Regions from separate parts of the Mus musculus genome. Here region 2 is linked to region 1. Evidence: chromatin contacts called from public HiChIP or PLAC-seq data. All regions are on one chromosome and are shown on one strand. The core of a region is the stretch at or near the end of the contact, and the rest is flanking DNA. Distances in the headings are between cores, read along the strand shown. Region 1 holds the start of Dgcr6 (DiGeorge syndrome critical region gene 6). Region 2 overlaps Rtn4r (reticulon 4 receptor).

Region 1 (6,554 bases), core at 1,836-4,335:
AAGTTGTGGGGCCGGCAGGACTGCTGGGCTTCCAGGTGCTTCTGCCTTAGAGTCTGTCTGAGCACTGTGAGGAAGGGAGAGAGGTCCATCAGCAAAAGCAGGTGTTGGGAAGACAGGGGCAGCTGGGTGAGAGGTCTAGTTCAAGGAAGCACTTCCCAGAAAGCTGTGGGGAGTTTTAGTCCCTCAAGGACTGCTCTCAACCAGCACCCTCCTTTACCTCCACGGTGCTGACAGGGCTGTGTAGGTTAGGCAGGTATAGCAAAGATCAGAGCTCAGTACAACCAGGGCAGGAACAGGGGGCAGACAGGTGCCTGAGGCAGGTGGCCTTTGGTCTCAGGTGGCCCAGTTCTAGCTTTCTTGGACATCCTCCAAAGGATATCACACAGGGACTCTGGGTGAGTACTTAAGCATTCAAGAGCTCAAAGCCCATACAAGGAGGAAGGGGGCTCTGTCTGCCAGTGGTGCAGTGTGTTGAATCAAGCTTGGTGCTACCCTATGGGTAAGCAGAGCAGCCCCTGCTTGGCAGCCAGGAGGTGAAGCCACATACTGTGAGCCTACAGGGTTCTGTGCTGGGAAGTCCTTACCCTCTGCTAGCAAGCAAAGTACCCAGTCCCTGGTAAACTGCCACACACGTAGACATGCCCTAACGGGCAGAGAGAGAAGGGAGCACAGGGTGCTAAGTACTCACTATCACAAAACGGAGCGCACCACACCCAAAAACACGAGTGTGGCTGGCCGGCTCTGAGAAAGCCAACACCTTTATTCCTAGAGGAGATTCATGGGACAGCTCTATTCAGAAGGGTCCCTGGGGTTCCCTTAAATCTGACAGCCTCGGCAGTGCTTACAGCCTCCCCTAGGTCTTGGCATTTTATGTACCCCAGTGATACCATTTATCATTGCTGTTTGAAACTGACTTAGTCTATCATAAGTTCATCAACACAAGGGCAAAGAAGAGATGGCCTGCTTGTCTGGTTGCAGTGAATATGAAGTAGTCAGAAGGCTTGGGGCAGCAGGTACATGTGTGAGACATCATCTCCTTCAGTCCACTTATCCAATACTGCAGAACATCCCAGGTCAGTTCCCAGAGTCCACACTGGCTCCCTGCTCACTAGGGACCTGGCCATGGTAATGTCCAAGGACAGCAAGGTGGCCCATGCCAGCCACCACCTTCTGTATCTGGCTGAAGGCAGCAGAGGCACTCACTGCCAGGTGTATCAGCCTAGTTCAAGCCTTCTGAAAGACAACTAGCAAAGGCTTGAAGCAGGTACCAAGAACATCCCACCCAAAAGGGCTCTATAGGATGATGAGCAGCTCCACAGTGAAATCAGGGGAAGAAGAAGTCAGTGGTGTCTTTCCTTCCTGGTGATGGAAGCAAGTGCTGGAAGAATGGTGGAAGCAACAGAAGGAACAAAGCCTCCTCCTGCTTACTGGAAAGGATGAGCAAGGTAGGGCCTGGCCCAGACTTGGAATTTCACCACTGGAGAGGCTGAGACAGGACAGCCAGCTCTAGACAACACAGAGGAACAGTCTCGGAAAACCAAAATGGAAAAGAATGAACTTAGTCGTGTACTTTAGGCTTGTGAACTAGATATACCACATACCTCCATCAAAACATTAAAAAGAATAAAGAAAAGCACAGCCGGGCTGGTGAGATGGCTCAGTGGGTAAGAGCACCCGACTGCTCTTCCAAAGGTCCGGAGTTCAAGTCCCAGCAACCACATGGTGGCTCACAACCATCCGTAACAAGATCTGACGCCCTCTTCTGGTGTGTCTGAAGACAGCTACAGTGTACTTACATATAATAAATAAATAAATCTAAAAAAAAAAATTATTAAAAAAAAAAAAAAAAAAAAGAAAAAGCACAGCCACTCAAACATTTGGTGAAGAACTAAAGCTCTCGGAGAACAAGAGACTTCTCAACACATTCTGAGGCATTACCTTCATCCCCACACAAATATTACAAGATGCATTCCTAGAATACAATTCCTTTCTGGGATTTAGAAATCAATGTCTCACGAGAGTAACAGCAAAACCATCTGATCATCTCCACAGGAACTGCAAAAGATTTCAACAAAATCCAACACCTATCTCTAATGGGAAAATCCTGTCTGGCAGCACACAGGCATTGCCAGAAAGGCAGAGTATGTTTGCATGTAAATGTAGCCCAATATAGAAAACCTGCTTAGCAGGTGAGAAGCCCTGGGTTCAGTCCTCAGTTTCAAAATCCAAAGCAATAACAAAGCCCAAAGATCTATAACGTAGCATGGGGACATCGTCACACTATTCTTTCCTAAAATGTTTGAACCGAGTCAAGCTTGAACAAATAAAATGGAAAGGAGATCTGATGGTACAACGGAAGATGCCTAGTATAATTTATAGGAGGAGGTGATCAAGCCTGATACTCAATGGGAAGGTGCTGGAATAATGGATTATCTCTGTGGTAGCACACAGCTATCAACAGACCTACAAGCAGCGAGGTCCATCAAGCCTAGGAGGATGTGGGTACTCTAGGGAACGCGAGTAAGAAGTTTCTGGACAGCAGACTAAAAGGATCAGCATGGCTCTGCACCCCCTGACCCGAGGCTCCCGCGGCTAGGGACGCCCTAGGGAAGGTCCCGTCGCCCCCTGCACCTCGGTGTTCGTTCTGCAGCCGCAGTCTCTGGTTGTAGAGGCTCTTCTCAGTGAGGTGCTGAATCTCCAGAAGACCCTGCACGATTTCAAACACCGTTCCGTCGAGCAGCGCCAGGGCCAAGTCGCTGAGCGTGGTGTAGGACAGGCGCTGCTGAAAGGAGCTGCGGGTAGATCGCCGGGTGAGCGCGGCCGCGGCCCTGGCCCCGGCTCCGGCCCCGGCCCCGGCCCCGGTCCTCCCGCCGCCCGTCGCCGCGCACCTGGGCAGCTCCTTGACCAGGCTCTGTAGTGCTGACAGCAGCTGGTAGTGCCGCTCCTGCTGCCGGGCCCGATCCGCCGCCTCATCCCCGGCGGCCGCATAGCGGTCCATCGCGCGGTTTACCGCGCGGTCCCCCGCCGCCCCTCTACTCGGTCTCCTAGGGTGCCCCGGCGCGCCCCGCCCCCTCACGTCATTCTCCAGCGCGAACGACGCATGCGCCCCGCCCCTCCGGTCGGTCTCCGGCCGTTCACCGTGGTGCGTCAGGCACAATAAGACGCGCTCCACCCACCAGGGAGACTGCTTGTAAGCGCTTTGTCCTAGGGAGAAGAAATAGGGGCTCGCTGAGCTCCCAAGTGGTGCTGACCTTGGAGGTGCGCGCCCAGGGCTCTGCATTCTGGTGTTTTAAAGAAGCAACTCTGGCCTGCTGGGTGTTTTAAAGAAGCCAGTCTGGCCTGCGCCTAGTGTGCGCAGACTGAGGCCACTGGAAGCTGGACACTCCCAGCGGGTTGTGATCCACCCTGGGGGACCTCAGGAAAACAGTACGGAGGAGAGCCAGCTTCTCTTTAGGGTTCTTATTCTCATTAATAAAAGACTTTAGGACAATTTTATTAGCGTTAAAGGATACCCCACCCCCACAAGGAAACCTCAGCGACTGCCTGGAAGTGGAGAGTAGATGAGAAAAGAGTCTTGTGAAGTTGAATTCATGCTGGCTCAACAGTCCTTTACCTACTGAGCCAGCCCCAGCCCCTGACAGTGTCCACATTCATAATTTAGTTTGCAGCATGAATAAGAGAAATGACACCTTCCTACAGCGTTTTTTTAAATAAAAATTACATTCCCTGATGTGCCATCTTTTTCCCTTTTATTACTATTTTAAAAATATAACTCTGTTGAATCATCCTGGTTACTTTCTTTTTGTTTTCCCTTTTGCCACGATAAGCTCTGAAGTAGTGAATTCAGATCTGGGTAACATAAATTACAGTGAAGAAACCTTGTGAAGTTTGAATGCAAATGACCCCATAGCCTCAGATATTTGGAAACTTGGTCCCCAGTTGGTGGAATTACTAAGGAAGGATTAGGAGGTGTGGCTTTATTGGAGAAAGAGTGTCACTGAGGGCTGGTTTTGAGATTTTAAAACATACACCATCCATACATTCTCTGTCTGTCTGTCTGTCTCTGTATGTCTGTCTCTGTATGTCTCTCTACCTCTGTCTCTGTGTCTCTCTTTGTCTCTCTCTCTCTCTGTGTCTCTGTCTGTCTCTTTCTGACTCTCTGTCTCTCTGTGTGAGTGTGTCTGTCTGTCTGTCTGTCTGTCTGTCTGTCTCTTTCTCTTGTCTCATCACTACCAGCACCACCTCATGCTTTTGAATTAAGATATAAGCTATCAGCTACTTCCCCAGGGCCATACCTGCCTACCTGGCTGGTGCCATGCTCTCTACCATGGTGGTCCTGGAGTCACCTTCTGAAGCTGTAAGACCCCCAACAAACCCTTCTGTAAGTTGCCTTGTTCATGGTGTCCTCGCAGCAATAGAAAAGCCTCTGAAACACCTGTGCATGGAGAAATAATTTGCATGAATAAATATACTCCAAAGTAACTGTAATTTAATGTTGACAGTATACCAAATTATGGTGAATCATTTAAATCAGACATTTAAAAGTCACGATCTGCAGCTGGGGATGTAGCTTAGTTGGTAGAGCGTTGCCTAGCATTCAAGATGCAGTGGGGTTCTATGTGCAGTATCACAGAAACCAGGCATGGTGGCGCATGTCTGTGATTCCAGTACTCAGGAATTGTAGGCATGGTCGGATGCGCAGGGGCATCTTTGGCTACATAGTGAGTTCCAGGCTGGCCTGAGATGCAGTAGACCCTGGCTCCAAAAGAAAGTCATTAATTGTTCACATACTCAACTCTGGATATTGGAGTGTGAGCAATCCTTGAACATCTTTTTAGCACACCAATTAGGATACAAACAGATCCTAAACAGGGACACATGCCTGAAACACATAGTATTAGTGTGTACCCCACAATGTCCCGTAGGCCACATATTACAGCCTATGACAGCTGAGAAGGATGAAGGCTAGAGCAACCATGGTACCATGCCATCTGTGATATCACATGACAGCTAATGGAAGATACATGCCTCTGACATATCATGTCACTAAATCATGTAAGACATCGTATGACAGCTGGGAGGATGGATGGAGACTGCCATATTACGTAATGATTCTCCACAGTGACCCAGAGGAGACTAGAGAGCACTGTGCTGTGTCACATCAGGCCGTTGTGCATATGTGGCACATTAAGATGATCAGGAGTGGAGGCCAGAGTTAATAGCTTTTTCCCTGTTGCTTAGTATGGCAGTCCAGAGATGGCATGCAGACAGTGAGCCACAGTCTGCCATAGGGATAAGGTGATGTCACCTGTGATATTGTGATGCCAGGGCTGCAATCTGTCCTTATGAGAATAAGGAATGTGTTTCTTCTCAGCTGTTAGACCAAGGAGGCTGTAAGCATATCAGGTCTGGGCCTTCAACCTATATAAAATGTCATGTACAATATAAGATGGAATACAGGCCTGAGATCTCTCTCTCTCTCTAAATATATATATATATATATATATATATATATATATATATATATATATATATATCAGCTGAGAAGAGAGAGGCATCAGTCACATGTCACTGTGTAATACATGGTACTACCCAACAGCTCAGAGAAGGCTCAAATTGGCTTGCACCATGTTACATATGATATATGACAACTGAGGCACATTTTTTTGTCAGTTTGTGTCACTACATAACACATCTAATATATAATACTTATCTAATAATTATAAGAGCTCACAGATGGACCAGACCTTGATTCATGTTACAGTGTTACTGAGGATGTCATGTAACATCAAAGATCATAAACCTCAGATGCACTATGTCACTGTGGCATATACCAAACCCTGCAGTGACTTAAAGAGGGGACATTCATCCTATTCATGTCACATATGTGTCACACAGCTTATGGGAGAGGATACACTCACCACTCACTTAGACTGTGTTGTCATGTGACAGCAGAGCAGGTGCATTAGGACAGCTGCTGATGGGACTGTGGAGACTAGAGGCACACTTGGTCACTGTGGATTATGAAATACCATACAGCAGCCAAAGGTATTGGAAAGCAAGTCGTGCTATATTGTTGGGCTGTGCACATAAGACTGGTCTCTGTACTGAGAACATCAGACTTCCTGAATGACTGGGTGCAGGTTAAATCTATGAATCATTTTGTTCAGCAGCATACACTGTGTGTAAGACATTGGTCATCTATGTGTGTGTGTGTGTGTGTGTGTGTGTGGTGAGGTATCAGCACACACACACACACATATATATATATATACAAATATGTATGTGCATTATAAATATATTTAATCTGTGTTTAAGTACATGAGTGATTGAGATTGAAACACTGTGCTTAGAAAGATAGGGTTCCAGTACTGCATTATCTATCTGTCTGTCTGTCTGTCTATGTATTATAAGACAGGGTCTCTGTGTATAGCCTTGGTTGTCCTGGAACTCACTATGCAGTCCAGGCTGGCCTGAGACTCACAGAGATCCTCGGGCCTCTGCCTTCCAAATACTGTACTTAGCAGCATTTGCCACATTGGTCAGGAAGCCTC
Region 2 (6,554 bases), core at 842-3,341, 77 kb before region 1:
AGTATCAACACAAATAAGTACAGGTCTTGGGGGTGCATGTGATACGCTTATATACTAGGCCTCGACTGGGAGATAAGAACATATACTAGGGGCAAGCAATTGGGGTGGGGAGGGCAGACACAGGATTGTGTTGCCAATATGTCACTTGTAGTATGCAAAACAGAGTGAACATCTTATAAAAGCCTTGAGCAAAGGGGCAGAAATGGACTGGGACAGAGGGCTGTGCAGATGTCAGGGCCTAGAGAAGGGTCTGCTACCCTGCGGTGGGAGGAGGTAGGTGACGCCTTTCCAAGGTTCTTGCATTTGTAAAACATGATCAACCAAGCAAGCAGTGGCCTCTGCCCAGGCTGAACTTATTCTGCTATAAGAAGGCAATGCAGGCCTTGAGGCTGTCATCAGCTTGCACCTTCTGGCTTCCACCTTCTGGGACCCACTGATGGTGCCTCTTGGCCACTCCTCAGGATGAAAGAAAGCAGACAGGACTCCGCTAGAAATGGCCAGCCTCAGCATGCCATCCTAAGCTGGGCCGCCCCAGCCTCCAGAGACTTCTGTCACAGAGCAGCAGACAGGCAGGGAGTGCCGGTGGGCACGAGGGATCCAAGAGGGAGTATATGCCCGCTGGAATCACCCTCCAAGGCCAAAGCACTGAGTCCATGGAGCTAGAAGAAAGGCTGAGGGGCCCAGGCACTCAAGAGCCCAAGAGCGGGCTTTTCCATTAGCAATAAGCTGTTTCCTTGGCATGCAGCCACATCTATGTGCTCACCCACGATCCAGGGCTGCTTTCGGCACAGTGACGCTGGCACCGCACATGGTGTGGCCCACAATGCAGGGCTCTCTTACAGGAAGTTTGCCGACCTGCTTTGTGACTGAACACCTGCTGTGTGCAGTGTGGTTATCTTAACACATACAAAGACTCAGTCAAGGGCACTGGACCTCCTGCCTAAGGAAAAGGAACTCTGCAGTCAGAGAAGGCTATTTATTGCTCCTGCCAAGCCGACATGGCTGGATGGGCTGATCACAGTGGTCTCTCACCTTAGTGTAGAGTTAGCATAGGGGAACACTGGGCAAGACCAACACTCGAGGGGACTGGAGGTAGCATGTGGAAGTAGCGTATAATAGAACGCAACTTGGAAATCAAAGTGGGAAGCTGCGGCAGGAGGATTCTGAGCTGAAGGCCACTCATAGCAAGACCTTGTCTCAAAAACCCCAAACCAGGCTGGGTGCCGTAGAGAACCCTTTATTCTTGAATTGGGGGGTGGAGGCAAGGAGATGAGGAGTTGGAGGCCATCCTGTCAAGAACAATCCTAGAGAGGCCACGTTGGGTCCCAGCACTCACATAGCAGCTCACAGTGATTCTTAAATGTAGTTCCTGGGGGAGCATGATCATGTCCTTCTGAGGGCATGAGCCAGGCACACAGCTCACACATATACATGTAGGCTTAAATTTTTTTAATCTTTAAAAAGAAGAAGAAGGAGGAGGAGGAGGAGGAGGAGGAGGAGGAGGAGGAGAAGAAGAAGAAGAAGAAGAAGAAGAAGAAGAAGAAGAAGAAGAAGAAGAAGAAGAAGAAGAAGAAGAAGAAGAAGAAGAAGAAGAAACAAGCCGAAAGACCAAAACTGTTTTTAAGAAAGAGATGAATGGCTGTCCCCAGGTATCAGGAGGAAGTAGTAAGGGTCACTCCTCTTCTGGGAGGGAAGGAAAAACACCCTGACAGGGAAACAAACCTGGGGGAGGTGGGTTTGGGGTTGGTAGTGGCTCGGCTCAGGTGGGGGTCTGCTGGGATGCTGGTCCTGCCGTGCCAGTATAATCACCCCCCAGATTCTGCAGGGCCTTGATGACCCTTTGCTGCAAACTGCTTTAGAAGATCTGGTCAGGCTCCACGGAGCTGGTTCTCTGACTCATAACCATTAGTTCTTGGTCTGGGTGGAAATGGGAGCATGGGACATGGGAGCAAGCCAGCACTGATAAACTTCCCAAGATGACAAGAGTCTAGCCTTGGCTAACAGACCAGACATTCACAGTTAAGAAAACAGGATTTATTACGAGTAAGGAGACTTAGCCCAGGAAAGGGAAAGGAAGTACTTTTTGATAAACAGGAAGGTCTGGACCACTTCTGATGACCTCAGAGCTAGCTACTCATGCAGACCCATGGCCAGGATCACAAACTGAAAGTGGGCATTGGGTATCTTCTGCTGTCATCATCACATGGATATCTCCATTGTTATTGCCGTCACTGTCACCACCACCATGGCCATCACCGTCACCACTGTTGCTGTCATTAGCATCAGCACTATCATAATCACCATCATTGCTGGACCTCAACCATCACTTAACAGTCACGGTCATGTGTTAGTCAGCTTTCTGTGACAAAATCTGAGTCAGCTTTTTAGGGAGGAAAGGTTCCTTTTGGATCATAGTTTGAGGTTCCAGCCCATGGTGCGCCCTTGTTGAAGGAAGTGTGTCACCTGGGGTGGGCTTTGAGGTGAGCCCATGCCAGGCCTAGTCACTCTTTCTGCTAGGGGATCAGGATGTAGCTCTCAGCTACTGTCCAGCACCATGCCTGCCTGCCACCATGCTCCCTGCCATGATGATAATGGACTAAGCTCTGAAACTGAAAGCAAGCCCCCAATTAAATGCCTTCTTTCATGCAAGTTGCCTTGGTCATGGCGTCTCTTCATAGCAATAGCACAGTGACCAAGACACCACGTTACACAGTGAGTAGGTAGCCATTACTTCTAGTCCACACATGAAGGCCCTAGGCACACACCTTGGTCCCAGGATTCCTGCAAGCTTACCTAAGTCCCCAAGGACCACAGGGCAGGAAGAGACAGCTATTCTGGCCTCCTTGATCCCCCACAGCACCTCATTCTTGGTCCAAGCCTTCTTCCTTAGGCTGGCTGAGGATTGAGGCTCAAATGAATGTTCTACTCACTTTTAGAGTAGCTAGAGAAGAAGCCAGGTCCCCTGAGCCTGTCACCACACCAGCAATGTGAGGATCATGCTGGCCCAGCACCACCTCTTGGGACCCTATAGATTGCCTACAGCCTTGAATTCGCACTGAAGTGTTCCTAGCCAGGTCTGGGCTGGAGTTAGTGTCCTGCCTCCCCAGAAGTTAGCCTACGTCTTGACACCCAGGACTGGTACATGGAGCCTCTATGCCTGACCTTGGTCACTGTGATTCAGATGAGGAGCCGGAGAAGGCAAGGTACAGATCAACACATAAGAGCCATGAGAACCCTTTGCTGTAGCAGTCACAAAGCCACTCTACCATGGCCTGACTGTGGTCCCTGCTCTATGCAGAGAATACTGTGCCTGTACCAAAGGACAGTGGCAGTTAGGCTGTGCCTTTAGTATATCTGGAGCTGTGTGCTGGCTTCCTGAAAATCATCTTAGCAGGCTTGCTGGCCTGTGGGGGTAGGTGGGCTACACACCACAGCCTGCCACACTCTTCAAGAGACCTGAACTCAGGCAGCAGCAGCTGCAGCAGCTTAATCACCAGGTCGAACTGTTCTTTCTGCTCCACCCAACCACCACCATCACACTCTATGAACTACATACAGACCCTTGCTCACTCTCCTCTGAAATGATGGTGACCAAGGAGCATGCCCTGTGGAGTCAGGAATAGAGAGATATGCAGAGAAAGGGTCTCTGCTCTTGGCATATGGGGAAGCCCAGGGCAGCTCCTACTTGATGGCTTGGAACCTGCCAATTCACTCCCATCTCAGCATGGTTGAAAAGTTGACCAGCAACCATCACAGCTGTGAAAAGGCACAGAGGTGGACAACAAAGGAATTCAAGAGGTGGCAGGTGGAAGGTCAGGAAGAGTCAGAAATTAGGGGGAAATTCTAACTGGTCCACCCAGGGACAGAAGTGGATTTAAAGCAAGAACAGGGTGCTATGTCCAAGGAGTCACCAGAGAACAAGAAAGAGTGTCTAGAAATTAAAAATAGAATTGCTAAAATTAAAAGAATCAATAGAAGGGTTGGAAAACAAGGTCAAGGAAATCTTCCAGAAAGAAAAACAAAAAGAAAAACTGAATGAGATTCAGTGGGCAAATGTAGGTCAACTGTGTTTTAGGGCAATTGTATGAAGGGAGAACAGAAAATGGAGGTAAAAAAATATCCAAGAAATAATACCACTCCTAGAGCCAAGGACCTGGATCGTCACTGGGCATTCACAGCTAACTTCAAGCTCCTGGGAACTGGGAGATTCCAGGAGGAAAAGCTGGTCATAAACAATGCAAGGTAGTACTAAAGCTTCCCAAAGCACCCTGCATGCCAGGAAACTGCAATACTGCAAGACTCAGAAAGGCTTTAAAATATGGGATTCTGGTCCCAGCCAGTCCAGCCTGAACACATTTGTAAACAAGGGAGGGCTTGGATGGCTCTTCGCTGTACGGTCCTTACAGGTGCTTCAGCCGAAACAAAACACAGTCACAGAAGTTAGTGTGCATCCCACGAAGGGAGAACGTCCCAGGGCAGCAGGACAAGGGCCTGGGAGGGGACCCAGGGGACAATGGAATGACACTGTGAAGAGTTTGCTTTCCCATGAGGTGTGACAAGAGGAGAAGGAAATCCTCTATAGTCAACTGTAAGCCGAGGGAAACAGGAGGACAGGTGAGAGAGAAGAGAATGGAAGTCCTGAGAGCTGGAAAGCTGGCATCCTGAGCAGGGCATGCTAGTCTCTGGGGCAGCCCTGACCAGCCAAGGGTGGCTGAGAATGGACCTGGGTCTCCGATCCACTCTATGTTCTGTTATGGGAATTCTGTAACTCAGACCCTTGAAGGGATGCTCACAGGTCCTGCTCTGTAGTCACTGTCCCTCGGCCAACCCTGATGCCCCTCCACATCTGCTTTGCTCTGGTTCTATGTCCCTGACCGGCCCTGACTGAGACTCTTCTCACTGTGGACACCACTGCCACGCCCTGCCATCTCAGGTTGTCTTGGGGTTGGGGAAGCAGTTGAAAGTCAGTAAGGGCCACCTTGTATTGTGGAACTCAACCCCTGGGCCTCAGCTTCTCTATTTCTCAGAGCTCCAACCTGCAACAAAGCCCACAGCACACGGGCAGGGGCAATGAGAATAAGTAATTGCTCTTTTATTAACGAGTGATAAATTATTCCTATATGATTGTGTGTGATAACGCTCGCTTATTTGAAATCAATTTGGAATAGAAATTGTTGGCGGCTTCTCACCTGCGCAGGTGGAAGCCAGCCACTACTGCCTCCTACAGAAAAGGAGGTCACTGTATTCTGGCTACATCCTGATGCTGCTGCGGCAGGCATGGGGAGAGGGAGCCATGGGGCTGTGAAGCTGGGGAGACCAGGTACCTCTAACCTCACTTCTGGGCAGTGCCTCAGCCTCTCTGTGGCCTTCCTGCTGCCCCTAACTCCAGCTCTTAAAAATGCAAAACTCCATCGATAAAGTGCTTGCTGTGCAAATGTGAGGACCTGAGTTAGGACACCCAGCACCCACAGAATAGCCAAATGCTACCAGATGTCTGAACCTCTAACTTCAGAACTGGAAACACAGGAAGGACAAGGCCAGGAAGCCGGGATCCCGCTGGCCAGGCAGGCTAGACAAATTAGCAGGTTTGATGAGAGACCCTATCTCAAAAGAAAGGTGAAAAGCTCCCACTACCAGCCAAGGTCCCAGGCTCCTTTTGAGCTGAGGAAGGACCAGACTCATGGAGTCCTCTCCCTAACACACCCTAGGCCCCACTGAGGACTTCTCCAATGACCACAGCACAGTCAGCAGTGTCAGGGGCCACACCTGGACCTGTCTGCATCCATCTCTCCCATGTGATTCTTGGGGATCTGGGAGCCCTGACTTTTACCTCACACCTAGTGTCCAGTTCAGGCACTGCTCAGGCCCTTCATAGCTCTCACTGGCAAGCTTCAAAAAGCACTTACCTCTTTCCTGGCCATAGTCGCCATGATTCCACAAAACATAGCTCTATTTCCTTTCCTCCTCGAAGCCCAATGCAAGATCCTTAGACAGCCTACGTCTATAGTGCTCCTATTCCAACACATGAAGGCCCAGTAACCAGGACCTATGACAGTCAGCACCTCTTCCTGAGAATGAGTATTTAAAACCTTGTATCCAGCAGGCCAGACAGACCCTCCCCCCCACCCCGCAACTAGGCCCCACCTACTCCTCAGCTGTTTTGGGTGGCTACTGCAGGCATGGGTGGTCATGACTTGGCCAGTGGGTTAGTCCCATGTGACCCTTGAGGATTTGGAAGCCAGAAATGAGGCTGGGTCACCCTTAAGTCCAGCTATCCAGGGCAGTTCTCTCAAGACTGATGCTCCAGAAACCTGGGTTTCTTAGCTGTGAGTCAGGAGAGCTGGTCCCAGGGTGTCACACGTGAAGCACACCCCAGAATCCCTCAGTGCCAGGGTTCCCATCAGCCCCACAGGGACTGGACAGAGACTTAGCCAATGCCTCTGCAGCCTATTTCTGTCATGGGCTGTGGGCACCATGGGGAAGAACCATGCCTTATGACAAGCATACACTAGACGCCCACTATAGGCAAATGGCAGACTTTGTGTGGCTGTAGA

The links. HiChIP or PLAC-seq counts read pairs in DNA pulled down with a chosen protein or histone mark.
Region 2: an H3K4me3 HiChIP or PLAC-seq map of bone marrow-derived macrophages shows a contact between it and region 1, with 2.5 times the contacts expected there. The contact joins the enhancer-like site here to the promoter of Dgcr6 in region 1. A contact is called at or near these places in 5 of 39 promoter capture datasets (the SN4741 cell line, embryonic stem cells, frontonasal cranial neural crest and 1 more), 6 of 115 datasets of contacts at active chromatin or transcription factors (bone marrow-derived macrophages, double positive thymocytes, embryonic stem cells and 2 more) and 3 of 9 other capture datasets (adipose tissue, liver and pancreatic islet).

The regions. Positions count from the first base shown.
Region 1 is chr16:18,062,934-18,069,487 of GRCm38.p6, reverse strand. It overlaps Dgcr6 (DiGeorge syndrome critical region gene 6), which reads right to left and starts at 3,085. Exons shown (of 5, transcript NM_001289814.1): 1 at 2,889-3,085; 2 at 2,632-2,792; 3 at 1-64. The coding sequence starts at 2,998.
Region 2 is chr16:18,138,643-18,145,196 of GRCm38.p6, reverse strand. All of the region lies in intron 1 of Rtn4r (reticulon 4 receptor), which reads right to left. Among named protein-coding and RNA genes, the nearest start is that of Gm52241, 12 kb to the right of the region's middle. Within about 2 kb of position 2,091, at least 45 of the 459 cell types and tissues checked have an H3K27ac peak or open chromatin away from gene starts, as enhancers often do. A contact at or near this core is called in bone marrow-derived macrophages and double positive thymocytes, where this site is marked.